Regions from separate parts of the Mus musculus genome. Here regions 1, 3 and 4 are each linked to region 2. A link is a contact called in public HiChIP or PLAC-seq and promoter capture Hi-C data. All regions are on one chromosome and are shown on one strand. Each heading gives the region's core, a stretch centred on a gene start, on an enhancer-like site or on the middle of the called end of the contact. The rest is flanking DNA. Distances are from core to core; before and after follow the strand shown.

Region 1 (4,692 bases), core at 1,144-3,643, 370 kb after region 2:
CCTGTACTGAGGCATGTAAATTTAAGTAAGGTATGTGATGCACCTGGAAAGGAGCAATTGCGCATGCGCTACAGTGGTTCCTGTCTGAGTCTTGATGAGGCTCCTGCGACCCCTGGTGGCAGTTGCCCACCTACTGCAGAACGACCTCTGACCCCTGCAAAAAGTTGTGATCCTGACAGATGTGGCCCTAAGCCACAGCTTTTGGTTTATCATCTTGCTATATAATTCTGGGTTCTGGATTTTTAAAACCTGTCCGGAACTCCAAAGTGTCCCAGATATCCTTAAACAAAAAAGTCTGAGGGCTGCCTGCACTGTTTAGTAAAGGCTGTCTGTCCACAACCTCCTGCAGAGTCTACACTGGTTCTAAGAGCTGCTGTTCAAAGGACCTCAACACAACCAGGATCAACCTCTGTCACTAAGGGTGTGCAGTCTCACGGTGACACAACCGTGAAGAGGTGGAGTGATGAATCTTCCCACCAGCTCTCTTAAATGGGGCCTGTAGCCATGCTTGTCTTTAGGGTAGCAAGGATCAAGGGGAATAGGGCCAAGTGGTTAGGACATGTTTAGGACACCTTGCAAGATGCAATCACCACCAATAATTTAGTACTACATCCCAGAACCCAGCATTCAGTAGTCCCTACATACCCTGAGGCCTCTCTGCACAGAAGCTGCCACCTCTCATGGGCACTGGGCAAGGCACAGGGCAGGGACATGCAGCCAAAGTGGGGCTTCCTGTTTCTCCTGCTCTGCGCTCTCCCCAGCCCGCTGTGAACAGCTACACCCTACGCCACACTGCAACACCTCGCTGTCCACAGAACAGTCTGTGCCCTGCTCCCGCCCCCAAGAGAGCTCTGAGCTTTCCAAATATGGGTGTGTGTGTTTTCTTCTTCATTTCCAACACATCATGAATATCTGGGGGAAGAAAATGAGCACTAGACATGGTTTGGCAGCCACAGAAGACTAGGAGGGGTTGTGACCAAGCAAGGCTTGCACCTGGGATCCAATTAGTCAAAACACAAGAGCCAGGCCGGGTGATAGCCCAAATCAGACTTGGTGCAAGTCCGGGCCCCTAGGAGATTCTAGGAGGAACCCGACTGCCACAGTGCAAGAGCTAACTGCATTACAAAGGCTCTTTAGCCAGACAGATGGGAGGCAGTCCACAGACCTGGAGGTGAGGGTCAGCAGGAAAGGAGCCACAGACAAGATTATGTGCTTCAAAGCATGCTGGACCACATCTATATTCATCTAAATAGACAGGATTTCAGACACGCTGAAATTCCCTCACTTCCGACTTAACAACCAGTGTCTATCCGAGTAGAGTTCATGACCAGTTGTGTACCCGGCATGCCAGGGCAAAGCTAACAAACGGTCTCGTGCGGGTAGGGTAGCCTGTGAGGCAGCTCCACCCCTCCTCTGTACACAGAAGCAAGGCAAGCAGCGTGGACATGGCACAGCTTCACTGCCCAGCCTAGACCATGTGCCCGTGTAATTGCTAATCCCATGAATTAATTAATTAATGATACAGTTATGGAAAGGCAAGTGGCAGAAGGGAAACGATTAAACCAAAGCAGAGTGCCAACCTAGACTGTGTGGAACCAGCGGGAGGAGGGTGGGGTCTGCATGCAACAAACAGTGTCAATGAGGGTGAAAGTCCCATGTCACTCAGACCCCTCTCTCCTGAGACCAGAGCTAAGGGACAAGAGAACAGCAACGAGCTAGAAGAAGACAGAGCCAGTTAGGGAGTGGGCCTGGAGGAGGTGGGGCAGGTGAGTGGGCAGCAGGCGGCCTGGAGAAGGGGTGGGTGGGTAGAACACAGCAGGATATGAGGCCAGCCTGGCCATCTGGGAGCCGGCCACAACTCTGGAAGGAAAAAAAAGTGTGCCTACATTCAGCAGAAAACTCACTGGGAACCCAAGCTCTGAGCACAGGGACACTTGTACTCTACTGTGGACTTTTAATTTCAGCTTGACTTGAGCTGACACTCAGGTCTCTGTCTAGCTGCTGCCTTCATCGTACGTGAACATCACCTGCCGCAATAGGAAGCACACAGAGGGGAAGTCACATGTTACTCAGACCCCTCTCTCCTGAGACCAGAGCTCCACTGAGTACCCTACCTCCAGATAACCCTGTCACCACTGGGAGCATCAAATCAGTCCTTGCTCTCCTCCTGCACTGTGGCTCTCCACAGTGAGCTCCAGTCACCCCACCTTATATACCAAGAAGCCTTTAATTCTGACCAATAAGCCAGGACCCTAGAGATCCTTTTAGGCTGAGCAGACTCCCGGGTGATCAGAACTCCTCACTTCAGCTCCAGTCCCATAGGTTCCTTAAGGTCCAGGGAAGCCTCCTCCCGAGGCTGAGGCTCAGCTGCTTTGGGCGTTCCTGTCTAATGGGCTGGAACTACCTTCACGCTTCCCACACACACTTGTCTCGCTAGCCCCTTACACACAGCTTGTCCCCACTGCCTGCCACTTCCCTTTCAAACACCTCCCGGTTCTGACGTGTCTGCCCTGGCCTTGGTGCAGCCCTCTACTTGGAATCTAGGCCTTGGCTGTACCACTGGTATCAGGTGGGACCAATGAGAACAGAGGAAGCATGCTAGTTTTTGAAATGAAAGGGATGTGATGCTTGGAACTGTCTGCATAAGAGATGAAAGATGAAAAAGAAAAGCAACATGGCTACCCACCCACCCCGGAATCTGGCACCAGCAGGAAGCTGCTGCCATCCCAAAAGCTGGAAAGGCCAGAGAGAGGAGGTGGAGTTGAAAGGGCCCGGAAGCTGGGGTCGTTGTGTGGGAGTTAAACAGAGAGGGACACTTCATTTGTCAGGAGCTGGACATACTGTGACTTTTCTCTCATCCTACCCGATGTCTTCCAGCAGTGCCTTCTGGTGGCCAAAGCCGCAAGGCAGCTGACTGACCCTGGGAAAGTGCAGCCTGCAGAAGAGAGCCTCTGAGAGGTAGGACACAGAGGAAGGAGGAGCCCAGGGGTCGCTCACAGCCTCCCACAAGCCTCCTTCCCTGCAGTCTTTAATCCCTTCCTATCCAGTCTTGTTTAATTCCTTCCTAGCTTCTCTTTGCCCTGCGCAGAAAGATCATTCTTACTTATCCATTCATTCAAGCCTAGCCTCATCCTTAAAACTTGCCAATAGGTGGCAGCTTCCTGGCAAGAGAAGATGCAGAATTTGTTCACTAGACTGACACTGTCAATCAACTGCATGCACAGTAAGGGCTGTCAATCAATCAACTGCATGCACAGTAAGGGCTGTCAATCAACTGCATGCACAGTAAAGGTTGTCTGCTTTGACTATGCACACTGAGTCTGCTTTAAAACATGGGCAAAACACTGTTCAAATTATCACTGAAGGATGAAATGCTGAGGATCTGCAAAGCTGTCAATCCTGAAACTGGAACCAGCTAAAAACAGCCAAGATTGTCTGTCCCTATAGACTAGCTCGGAGGTCCATTGTAAAGATGCCCTAGCTGGATATCTGGTGCCATACAGCCAGATGATGCATAGCTTTAACTCCTACTCAGGAGGCAGAGGCAGGAGGACTGAGCGCTCAAGGCAAGTTTGGGCAACAGAGAGAAACTGTCTCCAAAAGGAAGTCAAACCAAAGCAAAAAAAAACCCACCACAACAGACACCAATATGGCAGCAGACACCATACGCAGAGCTGTGAAGAGCGGGAGAGGCTGGTAAAGCCTAAGGTAACAGAGTAACAAGAGACCGAGTTAGCAATCAAAAACCCAAAAAACCCCAGGTACACGTGGATGTCTAAGTAGTGCCAAAAAACCAAAGTGGAGAGAATACTTCTCCAATTCATCTTCTGACATCAGTCTTCATGACAAAGTCAAGCCTTCCCCTGGAGACCACAGGTGTCCTGTATGCACACAGCTATAGAAAGCCTCAACAAGATTAACACCCCAAACCCAGCTACACAGAAAATGATTAGACACCATGACCAAATGGGATGGATCCCAGGAATACAAGACTGAGCTAACATACGGAAACCAACATACAAAAAGGATGAGGCACACCGATTACAGGACCTTCACATCGGAGGGGAACAAGTACCCTGTGTTCTCTAGCACACATGCGTGACTTTTAGAAATCCAACAAACTAGAAACAGAAGAATACTTTTCAGAGTTGGTAAAGGTCATAAAAGAAAACTCAATAACCCAAACTTGATCATAAAATTCCCCTACCACAAGGATGTCTGCTCCGGTCACTTCCATTCGCCGCCATTAATGAGAACATAAGGAAGCACCAGCTATGCAGATGTGCATCGAAAAGACACAAAGGAAGAAATAAAACCATCTGTATTTGCAGATGTTATAATATTATATAGAAAACGCTAAAAACATACCTTTAAAAACCCTTCCAAGCTAACAGAGTCCATCTGGGTTGTGGAAAATGAAGCAACACAAGGAAACCAGCCACATGCCAATGGCACTTAGCAATCTCATATGAGACCAGGGAACAATCCTACTCAGAGTAACACTTAAAAGAACTGAATACTTAGAATAAAATGTTTAAATGGACATACATATCCAAAAAAAAAAAAAAAACTAGACAAGGGCTGGAAAGATGGCTTAGTGGTTGAGAGCACTGACTGCTCTTCCAGAGGTCCTGAGTTCAATTCCCAGCAACCACATTGTGGCTCACAACCATTTGTAATAGGGTCTGACGC
Region 2 (4,708 bases), core at 1,036-3,535:
CTCTCTCTCTCTCTCTCTCTCTCTCCCTCTGTTTTTCTTGAGACTGGGTTTCTCTGTGTAGCCCTGGCTGTCCTGGAACTCACTCCTCGAACTCCGAAATCCACTACCTCTGCCTCCCAAGTGCTGGGATTAAAGGCGTGCACCACCACTGCCCGGCCACACTACCTCTCTTAAGAGGACCCAAGAAATAGAAAATAATAGAACAACAAAAAAAAAAAAAAAAAAAAAACCCACAAAATTTATGTTTACTCCATGACAGATAAGTAAAAGCAAGCTGAGTTATCGAAGTCTCTCCGGATGCTTAGGGAGATGGAAGGTGTGGGTGGAAAAGAGGGAGAGTTCCCTCCACGACTGTGTAGATGGGCAGAAAGGAGATTTTAAAATCACGTGACTGTGGCACTTCTGAACGTTGTCTGTCCCACAGAAGGCAAGTCCTAAGCGTCATCGGTTCTGTGTGTGCCGGCCTCTTAGGGAGCCTCCTGTCCTTTCGGTCATATTTGGGTCACACTCCTAGGCATCCCAAGCAATGCTGGCCTTGAAGCCACTTTTAACACAGACCAGAACCCTTTAAATCTTCCCACTTGTAACTTTTTTGCCTCTGAGACAGAGGCTATGTAGCCCTGGCTAGCCTAGAACTTGCTACGTAGACCAGGCTGGTCTCCAACTCACAGTCCTCATGTCTCTACCCACTCTGGAGCCATTTACAGCTCTCGCCTTCTTACAACTCTCTGCTTCCATCCCCTTCTCCCTCTGTCTCACACTGCTGTCAAACAATCCAGTTGCCGTTCAGCGCCCAATCACACATCTAAACGTTGCTGCCACCGTTGGTCCACCGCCTTTGCCTTCACCACATCTGCTGCTTCTCTGTGCTACCAGTTCATGTCTCCAGCCTCCCAAGAGTAAATTTAACTTCCTCCCTTTACCATCAAAGCAGGCAAGACAAGACCAAAGGAAGTCTTTTATTGAGCCTCATGTTACAACATCCAGGGAGGCAGCAATGGAGTGTCCTCCAGCCAACTCACCCAGCAAGCTTGGAGCAGCCTGTATATATAGCAAGATAAAGATTCAGATAACCATAGCACACGTGGGTATTGATGAAGGTTTGTGTTGGCACCAGTCACCTTGTCCCTTTAACCTTCACCTTACAACACACAGTTTCTGTCTGCTGGACCATCAGGGGAAATAGCCCCACCTGGGCTAGGTAGAAATGATGGCAGGGTCTTCTGAAATTCATTGAATGATAGCAAAAGGTCTGATACAAGGTGTTGGGAACGGCTAAGGCCATCAACTGGGATTGTGTATAGTTCTCAGTGTGTCTGTGGAGTACTCAAAATAGCCAGGTCCTTCGGGCTGTTTGACTAACCAGTTCTTTTGTTCAAAGTAGCTGTTAATTAGGGAGTCAGATTTCCTATCCCTCAAACTCTTACTTAGGAATAGGAACACAAAGAGTACTTACATGGACAAGCTAAAGAATTTATCGTTAACATTAATAACACTAATTAATAACAATGTGTAACACCTGCCTGGGGCCCCAAGCCCCAGTTTGTGTCCCTCCTCAGTGATACTTGGACTCTCTCCACATTCAGTGTCCTGTCTTTTTTTTTTTTTTAATTTTTAATTACTTTGTTTATGTTTACATGTATGAGTTTGCACATCACGTGCTTACAGGTGCCCTGAATGGTTGTTAGTTGCCATGTGGGTCCCCTGCTCTTCACTGCTGAGCCCTCTCTCCAGCGCCTCAAGGGTAATTTTAACACAGTATTAGCCACCATCATCAGTCCCTTGTCATCAGAGGGAAGAAAAAAAAAAAAAGCACACATTTAGATCTCTTTCGGCAAAGAACTATTTTCAAGAGAGCTACAAAGTTCAGAAACTAAAGAAGATCATAAATGCTGTGTACACATCAACTTCTCAGTCCCAAGCGCCATTCCTGCCTGACATAAATACTTCTTCCCAATTATAATTTTGCATCCTTTTAAATTTCTAAAATTTTCATATTTTCCCCAAGTCTCCAACGTCCAAGATCATTGTCTTAAGTTACTGACAAAAGCCCAAGATCAGCTACTTAGAATTCCCTCGAGTAAACTATTTTAAGTGCCCACATGTTTAACCAATCCTTGTACCAAACCGCCGAAATAAGCCCTTCGTGCTCAACTTCGCCCGTGAGGAAGTTGGTCCCGATAGGCTTCCGTAGCCTGTTTTTTTTTTTTTTTTTTAAAGTTACTTCCGTTCTGTCCGGGTCGCTTTGGTGGATGCACTTCCGGCGGTGGCGATTTGGAGGACTGAAGGAAGATGGTGAGTGACTAAGGGTTTCGGCTGGTCGTCTCAAACATCCATGCGCCCCAAGGCGGGAGGACGAGGCGATGTGACGCTCGGGTTCATCGCGGGTCGGAGCGGATCTCACTCCCTGGCGGACGCGGGCAGGATGCACGGCGCCCAGGGAGAGACCGGGCTGTGAACCGCTCGAGTAGGCAGGCGCTGAAGGGCTGAAGCCGAGTGGGACAGCCCGGCCGACGCTGGGGACAGCGGCTGAGCCGCAGAGCCAGCGTAGTGTTTCTCCGCAGACGGCTCAGCGCTCTCCGGTTTGGTTGGTTGAGCCGGATTCAGATGTAGGCACGGAGGTTACCGGGCGAGCACGGTTGATGATGGCGCTTCCGTTCTAGAGCAGGGAGACAATAAATATGTCAGGGAACAGGACCGGGCCAGATCGTTACGTAGCTGTGTTGTAAGAAGGTGGCTGGTTTTGTTAGGGTATCAGCGAAGGACCCTTCGTGGATGTGAAATCTAAATCGAGGCCTAAATTAAGGTTGTAAGGGAGTAATCTGTACTGATAGCTGAGCGAAGCCCGGGCAGGGCAGAGGGTCAGGAAATGCAAAAGGAGGCAACCCTGAAGTCCGCCCGAATCATGAGCTGCCAGGCCAATGCATCTGAATGTAGGTGAAGGCCAGAGCACACAAAGGACCGGTGATGACTTTGAAAAGTATCCCAAGCCGGGCGGTGGTGGCGCACGACTTTAATCCCAGCACTCGAGAGGCAGAGGCAGGTGGATTTCTGAGTTCGAGGTCATCCTGGTCTACAGAGTGAGTCCCAGCACAGCCAAAGTTACACAGAGAAACCCTGTCTCGGAAAAGCAAACAAACAAACAAACAAACAAAAAGTATCCCGAACATGCGCCAGGCATTTCCCCAGAGTTGTTCTTACTTCTTAGAACAACCCCGAAGATTATTATTAATGTCCCCATTTTAATGAGGAAACAGAAATACAGCCAGTGACCATTGGTGGGGCACAAATCCTTTCTTTTCTAGAGCAGTTGAGAAACCCTCTGGGTTTGAGAGACAGCAGAACTTAGTGTGATTTCTGTCTAACAAGCTTTGTGACAATATACAGGGCCGTTAACCTCCCTGGACCTTGGTCCTTTTATCTGCCTGTGTATCAAGGGGGCTTTGAGAATCAAGCGGCTCAGGGGTAAAGAACACCTGCTGCACTTTGAGAGAACCCACGTTTGGTTCCCGGCACCCATGCATGCCAGCAGGCTCCAGAATGGTCTGTAACTCCAGCTCTGAGTAGGTCCGAGCCTTGCGTGTGGTCGAATGTGCTTTATGCTTGGCATCATTTCTGAGGTGGTTTTGTCCTGGTACTGAAGCCACCAGTGTTGTAGTGAGAGGTGCTTCCCTAGGGTGGTGAATCAGTGAGTCCACTGTTACTCCTGTTTCAAGCTCCACTGTTGGGCAGATGGGATGGCACTCGACATGAAGCCTGGCAGCTTGAGTTGACTCCAGGACCCACAAGGCAGAAGGAAAGAATCCCTGGAAGTCGCCCTCTGGCTTCCTCTCGAGTGCCCCGGCATGCGGGCACAGACCCACACGTACACTAAACCACATATCTTTGCACAGGAATTTAAAGGACCACCATTTAAGGCATCGCCCAGTGTTAAGCATTGTTTTAAAGTCAGAAATCCCGATGAGCTTTTCATGCGTTTTAAGATGACAGCTTTTCAGATCGGGAAGGAAGTCTTGTCTGGGTCCCAGGCTGTCAGGATAGGAGCTTGGTAGGTTGCTGCTGAAAGTCTTCTGGGTCCTGTGGATCTCTGGAGAGAGTAAATGACCATGCGTGGCGAGTCTCTTTTCACAGTCGGGGAGGTAACTGACATTAGAGGGTGGCAAGTCTGAACCTCCCGGTTGAGAGGGGTGCTCTCTGGCTGCCAGCTTTCTTACTGGCTCCTCATTGTCGCATGGCTCTTGGTTCTAAGAGGCAAGTAATGTCTACACAGTAAGTGCATACCTGGGAGCCCAGGTACTCATTTTCCACACATTACAGTGGGTGGGGGTGGGGGTGCTTGTGTTTTAGAGCCAAAGTACCAGTGAAGTGATAGTATTCTGAATTTATGTGTGTTTTGTCTTTTTTTATCTTTCAGGGTCAAAGCCAGAGTGGTGGCCATGGTCCTGGGGGTGGCAAGAAGGATGACAAGGTAAATACCAAGCAAGATCTGATCGGGCCATAGAAACTGCCTTAGGTCTCGGCGAGTTCTGTATGGTACCACAACCTTTAAGAAGCAAAGTGATGTAGTGATCTTGGTAACCTTGTATACAGATGCATAACCGGTTTCATTTTTAAAGAACGTATTGCCCTGAGTTAATGATTTTTAAACATGAACATTGTGGAAGTTTTAAAGTAGATCACCTATAAGTGTTTAACTTACTGAGGTGTG
Region 3 (4,810 bases), core at 70-2,569, 390 kb after region 2:
AGACACAGAGCTGCCTTCAATTTCCACTTGTGACTTGGGAATGGCGGCCTGCCCTTTGAGCTCTGCCCACAAAAGCCTTAGATCTGAGCATCTTCCTGTCCCAGAAAGTACTCCCCAGGCACTGTGGAAAGCACAGGCAGGGTCTCCAGCTACACAGGGAGCAGCCACCCTGCAGATTGGCCAGACCTTCGGCCTCCAGGACAGAGAAGCCCAAGCAGCACCAGGTGGAAAGAGTCTCAGGCTTAGGCAGCCTGGGGCCAGAGTCCAGGCTTACTGGCTGTATGGGACAGAAGACTCACCTAACCTCTCTGAGCAGTGGTTTCCTCAGCTGGCAATCGTAAGAATCACACAAGAGATGCAATATAGCACGTAGCAGGTGCTAAGCAACACTAGCTACTAGGACTGATCTTTTCTTTCATGAAGGACCTACTACATCCCAGAATAGTAACACTGGAGACGGAAAGCTCTCTAAATCCACTCCTTGTGCACCCGGGGTCTGCAGCATTATCAGAGTAAAGAAATAGTGGATACCGCTGACTATCAGCCCAGCCATACCAGGCTCTTACTAAGCACGAGGCCATGTACCAAGCAATTCCTGAAAGCAACATTAAGCTGTTGAGACTATCACCATTGCCATCTCACACAGAGAACAGGCAGCAGAGAGAAAGTACATCCTGGAGCTGGGCTCTGAACCCAGACAGTTCCTGACACCCTCTCTCCCACATGCCAGGCACAAACCATCCAGGCTTTGGCATCTAGACATGGTCAGCCTTCACTCCAGCCCCTCAGGCTCTAGGCTGCAGATTCCACCTGGACAGGTGGTTTTGGAATCCTCTTCCTGCCCCATCGGCTTGGACTCTGGGAAAATCCGAGTGAGTAGGGGGTGTGAGGGGCCTGAGTCAGACTGGTTTGAAAGTGTATTCCAGTAACTGAAACAGAGCTAAAGCCGGAGGTGAACCATCAGCCAAACGCTGCCAGAAAAGAGGGCAGATGTTAGCCTCAGTGGATGGACCCAGGGCCCTGGTTCAGCTCTAAACAGAAAATCTACAAGTCCTATGGCCACCACAGTTCAGTGCCTGGAGCACTTGGCTCTTTGGTACCCCAAGGAAGAGAGGGAGGGCTGTAGCCTTTGTCTGCCTCAGAGCAGCTCCCTGGTAGGCTAAGCAGCTGGTATGCAGAGATCTGATACTGAAAAAAAAGTCAGGTTTCTTCTCTGTTTTGTGGAGTTCTTGACACCAACACAGAAATCTCAACCACCCAGTTCATATGTCACTTAGCTCTATTCAAACCATTCCTGGTGTGGCTGTGACCCAAGAGGGGAAAGACAAGCCTCTATTCAAGAAGAGCTGGTTCTGCAGCATCATCCCCTTTGTCACACAGCTGAGACAGCTGGGTTCTCTGCTTCTCCTGTGTCATGTTGGTGACACCCCCCCCCCATCTGGCCTTTTGTGACAGGTAATGGTATTTTCAGCACCTGTGATTCCCCCAACTCCTAAGTGTTCTGATAAGACACAAACAAGTAGTATTGACAGGAATATAAATCGGCAGGAGTGCCTCCAGGGGCAATTTAGCAATTTCTATATAGTAGTTTATAGACCTGTATCATCTGACTCAGGAATTCCAGGTCTAGGAACTTTTCCCATGGATCTTTGCATCTTTGAGTACAAATGCATAGTAGAGACAGTTTCCTATACACAGCTCTGCCTGAAATGGTAAAGAACAGAAAACAATACATATAGGGACTTGTTTGATGAATGTTGATGTGTCCAATGAAACATAACGCATCCATTAGACAAATTAAACAGCCAGAATTATTTAAGCACATCTGTGTCACCTAAATATATGAATGCGCCCTGTCTTCAACAAACTCTCCAAGCTGAGCAACAGGATAATGTAAGCTATGATAGACACAGAAGCTTAGAAAGGGGAGGACTCACTTCCTCTTCCATCTGACTAGCTGTGGTTATCAGTGGACTTCCTCTTCCATCTGACTATCTGTGGGTATCAGTGGACTTGCTCAGGCCTAAGTTGATCATTCAAGAGCAGCAGGCACCAGGCCCAGCCCTGTGGTCACAGTCTGCTGTAAGGCATTGCATTTTGAGCCAGTTTGTTACATAGTAACAGCCAATAATCTCAAAGACAGAGGGTTAAAAAAAAAAAAAGCAAGAGAGAAAAGAGGGTGTATAGAATGGTATTATTGTGTGGAAACAGCAAGAGGCAGAGAGGGAGGCAGTGAAGGGAGGAAGAGGAAGATGAGGAGGAAGAAGAAGGAGGAAGGAAGAAGAGGAAGAGAAGGGAGAAGGAGAAGGAAGAAGAGGAAGAGGAGAAGAAGGAGAAGGAAGAGGAAGAAAAAAGGAGGAGGAGGAATGGGGCCTGAGAGACAAGTCTACCATCTTGAGTTCAATTCCAGGGATCCATGGAAAGGTGGAAGAAGAAAGCCAGCCCCACAGAGTTGTCCCTTACCTCACATGGATACTATGGCTCATGCATGCCCCTCCTCCCAATAAATAACATTGAAATTATACATATGGACAGGCTACTTTAGACTCCCCATATAATGTCCCAAGAGTGGCTGTACTGGTAAAGGGCTGCGAGAAGGCAGACAGTATGGGGTGAGCATTCATTCATCTTGTACTCTACAGAAGATCCCTCATTTACAATGAACTTAATAAGTTTCCAACTTTATTTTTAAAGATTTATTTATTTATTATATGTAAGTACACTGTAGCTGTCTTCAGACACTCCAGAAGAGGGTATCAGATTTCGTTACGGATGGTTGTGAGCCACCGTGTGGTTGCTGGGATTTGAACTCGGGACCTTCGGAAGAGCAGTCGGCGCTCTTAACCACTGAGCCATCTCGCCAGCCCAGTTTCCAACTTTATAATGGTGTAAAATAAAAACCAATACTCTAGATTGTGAATATCTTTTCCAAGTTTACTACTAATGTAGAAAGGACTCCCTCAAAATGTTTGGGTGGCTTTCCATCATCCTTGCAAGCACATCACCCATGTGTGCACCCAGGTATTTGTGTTGGGTGATTTTTCTCTAACTGTGAGGTAATCTAAGTGCTATCAGGCTAAGAAAGCTATGACTCTTGGCCCACTGAGTCTACTAAATGCATTTTCAACTAACACTACTTTCAACTTATGCAGGGTGTGATGGCTAAATTTACTGTCAATTTCACTAGATTTAAAACCACCTAGGAGACACACCTCTGGAGATATGTATGAGGACATTTAACAGAGGTGTGAGACTACTCTACCAAATTTACCAGAGGAAGAAAGGCCTTCCCTGAACATGGGCAGCACTACCTTATAGTCTGTATCCTAAACCAAATACTACAAAAGGCAAGAGGAAACGGTCTGCAGAAAACCAGCATTTGCTTCTCTCTCTCCAACCTGATTCTCTGAGACATGAACAAGTGTCCACAGCCAGGCAGAGACTCTCCAAGGAAAGGGTTCTTGAGATAGTGACAACAGAGTCAGGAAGTCAAAGATCTGTGAGAAGGGCATTCCAGAGAGGGGAGGTGTCAGGTGGCATGGTCTAGGACCCGAGAGAAAGCTGTGCCCTTGGACAAGCTCAGTGCAAAAGTCTTGGAGGTGTGTGAGCAGTGGATGACATGCCCTGACTTGAGTTTCTGAGAGCTCCTCCGTCTGCTGTGTGGCAAGTGGACTCAGTGAGAGGACCGAACAGGACTAGATTTTCCCAGTGAGGAGACAGCAACTCAGACAAGAGTGAGGGAAGAAAGTGGGAATATAACCCAGAGGCAAAACAAACCAGGCCTGCTCCTGGACTGTGCTGGGAATATGGCCCCAGCAGTTCCACACCATGATCTCGGGAAGGTGTGAATGCATTTTATGGGACAGTGTGAAGGGCCTGGAGATGGAAGGATTATCCTGAATTGTGTGAGCACAGGTCTGCATTCAGGAGATGTGGCTACAGAGCAGAGATGGGAGGCTACACTGTTCACTCTAAAGTCGGAGAAGAGGGTGTTAGCCTTTTGTCTACATTCCCAGTCGTCCCTTCACCTGCCTGCCGCCTTACCTGTGCACAGTAGGGCATGTGATTACGTCATGGCCCAAATTAAAGGCAGAGACCCCTGACCCTCTCTTCTTCATCGTTGCCCCTTCTTCCCCTTCTACCCCCCAATAAACCCTCTTCTCGTGGAGCTGTACTGGCCTGGTGTGATCTGTCCTGATACGAGCTGCCTTCTAACACAACAGAGGGTAGGAGCCACACAACACACAGAAGCTACACAACCCAGGCAGAGGAGAGACACGCCACCTGTGGAGCGCCACTTGATTGACCCTGGAATTAACACCTGAGTGACCCCTGATTAACCACTTTCTGACTCTTCACCTCCACAATGCCAAGAGGATACAACTGTCCAACTGAGGATAATTTGTTACAGCAGCCACTAGAAGCTCTGACACAGGGCCTGTGAAAAGGGAGAGGGATTAAAGACACATCTACTGCAGACCTCATGGTGGGCAGGGGCACCAGAGCACCATTTACAGAAGTAGAAGCATGAGGCCAAGTTCAACCTGCAGTGACATTCAGTTTTCAAGTCAAGTCCAGATCAAACCTAAAAGAAACTGAGGGGAAAGGTCTAGAAAAAAAAAAAAAAATCAGGGCATGTCTGCTACAGAAACCAAAATGAGACTTATGGGAAAAGCATTCTGGGGAGAAGTCTCAGCAGGAACCCAGCAGGTGTGGTCCACTGCTTCCGGGAAGTGGCCAAGTGAATGACAAGGGCCGAAGCTCAGACAGTCATTTCTTTCTTTCTTTTTTTTAATTAGATTAGATTTAT
Region 4 (4,692 bases), core at 1,119-3,618, 360 kb after region 2:
CACTGACTCATGGGCTGTAGCCAATGGATTGGCTGGATGGTCAGGGACTTGGAAAGATCACAATTGGAAAATTGGTGAGAAAGACATCTGGGGAAGAAGTATGTGGATAGATCTCTCCAAATGGGCAAAGGATGTGAAGATATTTGTGTCCCATGTAAATGCTCACCAAAAGGTGACTTCAGCCGAGGAGGAGTTCAATAATCAAGTGGATAAGATGACCCGTTCTGTGGACAGTCAGCCTCTCTCCCCAGCCATCCCTGTCATTGCTCAATGGGCACATGAACAAAGTGGTCATGGTGGTCGAGATGGAGGTTATGCTTGGGCTCAGCAACACGGGCTTCCACTCACCAAAGCTGACCTGGCTACTGCTGCTGCTGATTGCCAGATCTGCCAACAGCAGAAACCAACACTGAGTCCCAGATATGGCACCATTCCTCGGGGTGACCAGCCAGCAACCTGGTGGCAGGTTGACTACATTGGACCACTTCCTTCATGGAAAGGACAGCGTTTTGTTCTTACTGGAGTAGATACTTATTCTGGTTATGGATTTGCCTTTCCTGCACGTAATGCCTCTGCTAAAACCACCATTCACGGACTGACAGAATGCCTTATCTATCGTCATGGTATTCCACACAGTATTGCTTCTGACCAAGGAACTCATTTCACAGCCAGAGAAGTACGACAGTGGGCCCACGATCATGGCATTCACTGGTCTTACCACGTTCCCCATCATCCTGAAGCAGCTGGGCTGATAGAAAGATGGAACGGCCTTTTGAAGATGCAGTTACAGCGCCAATTAGGTGGTAACAGCTTGGAAGGCTGGGGCAGAGTTCTTCAGAAGGCAGTATATGCTTTGAATCAGCGCTCGATATATGGTACAGTTTCACCCATAGCCAGGATTCATGGGTCCAGGAATCAAGGTGTGGAAAACGGAATAGTTCCACTTACTATCACTCCTAGTGACCCTCTAGGAAAATTTTTGCTTCCTGTCCCCATAACTCTAGGTTCTGCTGGCTTAGAAGTTTTGGCTCCAGAGAGGGGAGTGCTCCTACCAGGAGCTACAACAAACATTCCATTGAACTGGAAGCTCAGACTTCCCCCTGGTCATTTTGGGCTTCTAATGCCCTTAAACCAACAGGCTAAAAAAGGAATAACAGTGTTAGGAGGGGTGATAGATCCAGATTACCATGGGGAAATTGGATTACCTCTTCACAATGGTGGTAAGCAAGATTATGTCTGGAGTGTAGGAGATCCCTTAGGGCGTCTCTTAGTACTACCATGTCCTGTGATTAAAGTCAATGGGAAACTACAACAGCCTAATCCAAGCAGGATGACAAAGGACGCAGACCCATCAGGAATGAAGGTATGGGTCAATCCTCCAGGAAAAGAGCCAAGACCTGCTGAGGTGCTGGCTGAAGGTGAAGGAAATACAGAATGGGTAGTAGAGGAAGGTAGTTATAAATACCAATTAAGGCCACGTAACCAGTTGCAGAAACGAGGATTATAAAGTAATATGAATGCCCATTGTAAATTTACTAATGCGTTTGCGATTGTACGAGGGATAGTTATATCATGTTAGGCGTATTTACAACCTTGTTATTGTTTCATGTGAACATGAGATATTATTTGTGTCAAGTTGACAAGGGGTGGATTGTAGTGGCTATTCCTGGTTGTCAACTTGACAATATTTGGAATGAACTACAATCCGGAATTGGAAGGCTCACCAGTGACCCTTATCTGGAGGCTTGGAGATCCTTATCTGGATCTTGGTTTGAAGATCTTGAGCCATAGTGGCTATGGATTCCAGAAGATTGAATCTCCGAGTTAAGGAACACACCTTTAATCTGGGCTATGCCTTTCATCTGGGATTAAAGGTGTGGTGGAACACACCTTTAATCTGGGCTACACCTTTTGCTGGAGACAATATAAGGACATTGGAAGAAGGGAGTCTAGCTCTTGCTCTTGCTCCTTTGCCTGCTTGCTGCGTGAGACTGAGTAACTGCTAGATCCTTGGACTTCCATTCACAGCTGCGACTGAACAATTGTTGGGAATTCGGCTGCCGACTGTAAGTCATCAATAAATTCCTTTACTATTTAGAGATTATCCATAAGTTCTGTGACTCTAGAGAACCCTGACTAATACACCACCCCTGGCCCCACCCCTGACCTCATCCCTGACCCCACCCTGACCTCATCCCTGGCCCCAGCCCTGGCCTCATCCCTGGCCCAGCCCTGGCCCCAGCCCTGACCCCACCCCTGGCCCCACCCCTGACCTCATCCCTGACCCCAGCCCTGGCCCCACCCCTGACCTCATTCCTGGCCCCACCCCTGACCTCATCCCTGGCCCCACCCCTGACCTCATCCCTGGCCTCATCCCTGGCCCCAGCCCTGGCCCAGCCCTGGCCTCATCCCTGACCCTATCCAGCCTCAAGCCAACTCTGCTCCCTCAGTCTCTGCTTCTGTGACATTCTTGTCAGTTGCTACTTTTCCTTACCCTGACACAGACCACTTGACTGCTCGGTCCTCTGCAGACAGTCCCAGGAGACACACAACCTGCTCCAAACACACTAGTTAAAGACCCAGAAGACCTCTGCCACACTATCAAGGTAAAGCAACCCAAAACCCAGGTAAATACCTGCTGGTGTGAAGACCAAGTAACGATGCATGGATTTTTTTTTTTTTTTCCGAGACAGGGTTCCTCTGTGTAGCCCTGGCTGTCCTGGCACTCACTTTGTAGAGCTGGCTGGCCTCGAACTCAGAAATCACCTGCCACTGCCTCCCAAGTGCTGGGATTAAAGGCGTGCACCACCACCGCCCAGCAAGATGCATGAATCTTAACCAGGGAGAAGAGTGGTAAAGGTATGGACAACCCATACTGTTGTATCTGCACACTGACCCAGTTACTTTTATAAATACCATACCTATGACCACTTCCTCCATAACACTCAGGAATGCAAGCAGAGTTTGTGCCAGGGGCAGACAAGTAAGGCAAAGGCTTTCTTTCCAGTGGTCGGCTACAATTCCCACAATCTGATGTGGGCACACGGAGCGGGGTGGTATCAGTTGGAGTGAACATATATGGCCTTACTTACCCTTTCTATCTCCTGGAGGTACAAGAGTGCAATGTCCCCAGCTTTCTCATAGCAGGTGATGACGTCCTGCTCCCGGTCCACATGGAGATTACTGGTAGAGGACGAAACAGGCAGTTTCTCTAAACAAAGTCCTAAGAGCAAAGCAAACACATAGAAACTGAACAAGTTGGTTTTCATAGGACATGATTCTAAGTCTGGATGCACAGGGTCACAGAATGGTCGGCTCTGCAAGAGGCTATCGGAGAAGCAGATCCTCTATCCTGACTTCCTTTTAATTAGACAGGGTCTTGCTATGTAACACTGGCTGGTCTGGATTCCCTGAGTAAACCAAGGATCCACTTGCCCCTCTCTCTGCTTCTCAGTTAAAGGCACAGGGCACCCACACCCTGACTGTCTTCTCTTTTAAAGACAAAATGGAATATCAAAATGAAGCTCCAGAAGGAATATCTAAAGTTGCAGAAGAAAGGGGCCATTCAGTTCACACCACATGCAGTCTGGCTCACCCTGAACTCAGCTTGAACTGGAGAGGGCCTTCACACGAGCTCTTTCAGTCCTGAAGCGTATGGTAGTATGGTGGTCATGTTTAGACATCAGCATGACCAAGCAACGGGATGCTAGGACATCGGGACAAACCTTCTGGGTATGTCTGTAGGGTTTTCTGGATGAGACTTACACTTGGGCTGGTAAACAGAGTAAGCAGGTTCCCTTCCCTACGTGGGCAGGCCTCATCCAATCAGCTGGGAGAAAGGCAAGCATGGTCTTTCCCTGTCTGAACTGAAGTACTGGCTTCTTGCTTGGGGCCTGCTAGCTGTCTGGCTGAAACCTATGCCACTGGATCTTCAGGTGCCCAGGACTCTAGACACGAATGGAAGTATGCCAGCAGCTCCCTTTAGGGTTCTAGCAGTTAACTAAAGGTCTTATCTCCAACTCACCATGTCCCAGGATGGTTCTGATTAATACAAAGACCCTCACTCAACTATGCCCAAAGCTTTTCAACAATTTTTTAAAATAAGCAAGCCTGTCAACTCTAGTTTAGAGTTTATATGTCCCCTAAGGCCTTTAGTTAGAAGCCTGGTCCCCCCTTTACCCCCAGAGGTGCTACAGGGAAGTCATGGAATCTTTTAAGACGTGGCAGTGAGTGGGAAGTCTTTAGGTCACTGGGGCATGCCTTGGAATAAGTTTTCAATTCTCTGAGGGAACATTACTTAGAAACTTGGGAAATCTTATTACATTAGGACCAACACTTAGGCCTACAAGCTTAGGAGTAATTAAACCACGAGGCTGATTCTGGACCGAGAGAAAACCCAGAAACCTGAAGGTATTTTTCTCATAGATGGGGCAAACTCTTTGCTAGGGTAGAGTTCAGGGCTGAGATGTACAAAAGCATGAAAGGCTGAAAAAATAACAACATGAGGACAAGCAGACACTTCTTGACCCCCGTGCTGACCGACCTTCAACCCCCTAGAGAAACCAGACACAGTGGGGGAAGGACTAGCAGGTTTTCACAATAGGATCTCTGTTGCCTCAAGTGCCTTATGACATGGTATGCACCCAGCTCATTTAGAAGTCTGAGTCTGGAATTAGAAGGGACCAAAAAGGT

The links. Promoter capture Hi-C pulls out the DNA fragments that hold promoters and counts their contacts. HiChIP or PLAC-seq counts read pairs in DNA pulled down with a chosen protein or histone mark.
Region 1: a promoter capture Hi-C map of pre-B cells shows a contact between it and region 2, with 8 times the contacts expected there. The contact joins the enhancer-like site here to the promoter of Psmc1 in region 2. A contact is called at or near these places in 7 of 39 promoter capture datasets (embryonic stem cells, hematopoietic stem and progenitor cells, hippocampal neurons and 3 more), 29 of 484 Hi-C or Micro-C datasets (B cells, CD4 single positive thymocytes, CD8 T cells and 18 more), 8 of 115 datasets of contacts at active chromatin or transcription factors (the SCID.adh cell line, T-cell acute lymphoblastic leukemia, embryonic stem cells and 4 more) and 3 of 9 other capture datasets (embryonic stem cells, liver and macrophages).
Region 3: a contact with region 2 is called in an H3K4me3 HiChIP or PLAC-seq map of pro-B cells, with 5 times the contacts expected there. The contact joins the enhancer-like site here to the promoter of Psmc1 in region 2. A contact is called at or near these places in 8 of 39 promoter capture datasets (the 3T3-L1 cell line, the C10 cell line, embryonic stem cells and 3 more), 9 of 115 datasets of contacts at active chromatin or transcription factors (T-cell acute lymphoblastic leukemia, acute myeloid leukemia, effector CD8 T cells and 5 more) and 3 of 9 other capture datasets (adipose tissue, embryonic stem cells and liver).
Region 4: a contact with region 2 is called in a promoter capture Hi-C map of stem cell-derived epiblast-like cells, with 3 times the contacts expected there. The contact joins the enhancer-like site here to the promoter of Psmc1 in region 2. A contact is called at or near these places in 5 of 39 promoter capture datasets (embryonic stem cells, hippocampal neurons, pre-B cells and 1 more), 12 of 484 Hi-C or Micro-C datasets (the CH12 cell line, the G1E-ER4 cell line, bone marrow-derived macrophages and 6 more), 7 of 115 datasets of contacts at active chromatin or transcription factors (the SCID.adh cell line, T-cell acute lymphoblastic leukemia, bone marrow-derived macrophages and 3 more) and 1 of 9 other capture datasets (embryonic stem cells).

What each region holds. Positions count from the first base shown.
Region 1 is chr12:100,480,013-100,484,704 of GRCm38.p6, forward strand. All of the region lies in intron 3 of Ttc7b (tetratricopeptide repeat domain 7B), which reads right to left. It overlaps Gm36375 (elastin-like), which reads right to left. Exons shown (of 2, transcript XM_006516439.4): 2 at 1-4,692. Among named protein-coding and RNA genes, the nearest start is that of Gm36375, 13 kb to the right of the region's middle. Within about 2 kb of position 2,394, at least 16 of the 459 cell types and tissues checked have an H3K27ac peak or open chromatin away from gene starts, as enhancers often do.
Region 2 is chr12:100,107,917-100,112,624 of GRCm38.p6, forward strand. It overlaps Psmc1 (protease (prosome, macropain) 26S subunit, ATPase 1), which reads left to right and starts at 2,286. Exons shown (of 11, transcript NM_008947.3): 1 at 2,286-2,295; 2 at 4,415-4,468. The coding sequence starts at 2,293.
Region 3 is chr12:100,503,647-100,508,456 of GRCm38.p6, forward strand. The region is part of intron 1 of Ttc7b (tetratricopeptide repeat domain 7B); the gene reads right to left. Among named protein-coding and RNA genes, the nearest start is that of Gm36375, 11 kb to the left of the region's middle. Within about 2 kb of position 1,320, at least 60 of the 459 cell types and tissues checked have an H3K27ac peak or open chromatin away from gene starts, as enhancers often do. A contact at or near this core is called in T-cell acute lymphoblastic leukemia and pro-B cells, where this site is marked.
Region 4 is chr12:100,463,088-100,467,779 of GRCm38.p6, forward strand. It overlaps Ttc7b (tetratricopeptide repeat domain 7B), which reads right to left. Exons shown (of 20, transcript NM_001033213.1): 4 at 3,093-3,223. Among named protein-coding and RNA genes, the nearest start is that of Gm36375, 30 kb to the right of the region's middle. Within about 2 kb of position 2,369, at least 33 of the 459 cell types and tissues checked have an H3K27ac peak or open chromatin away from gene starts, as enhancers often do. A contact at or near this core is called in stem cell-derived epiblast-like cells, where this site is marked.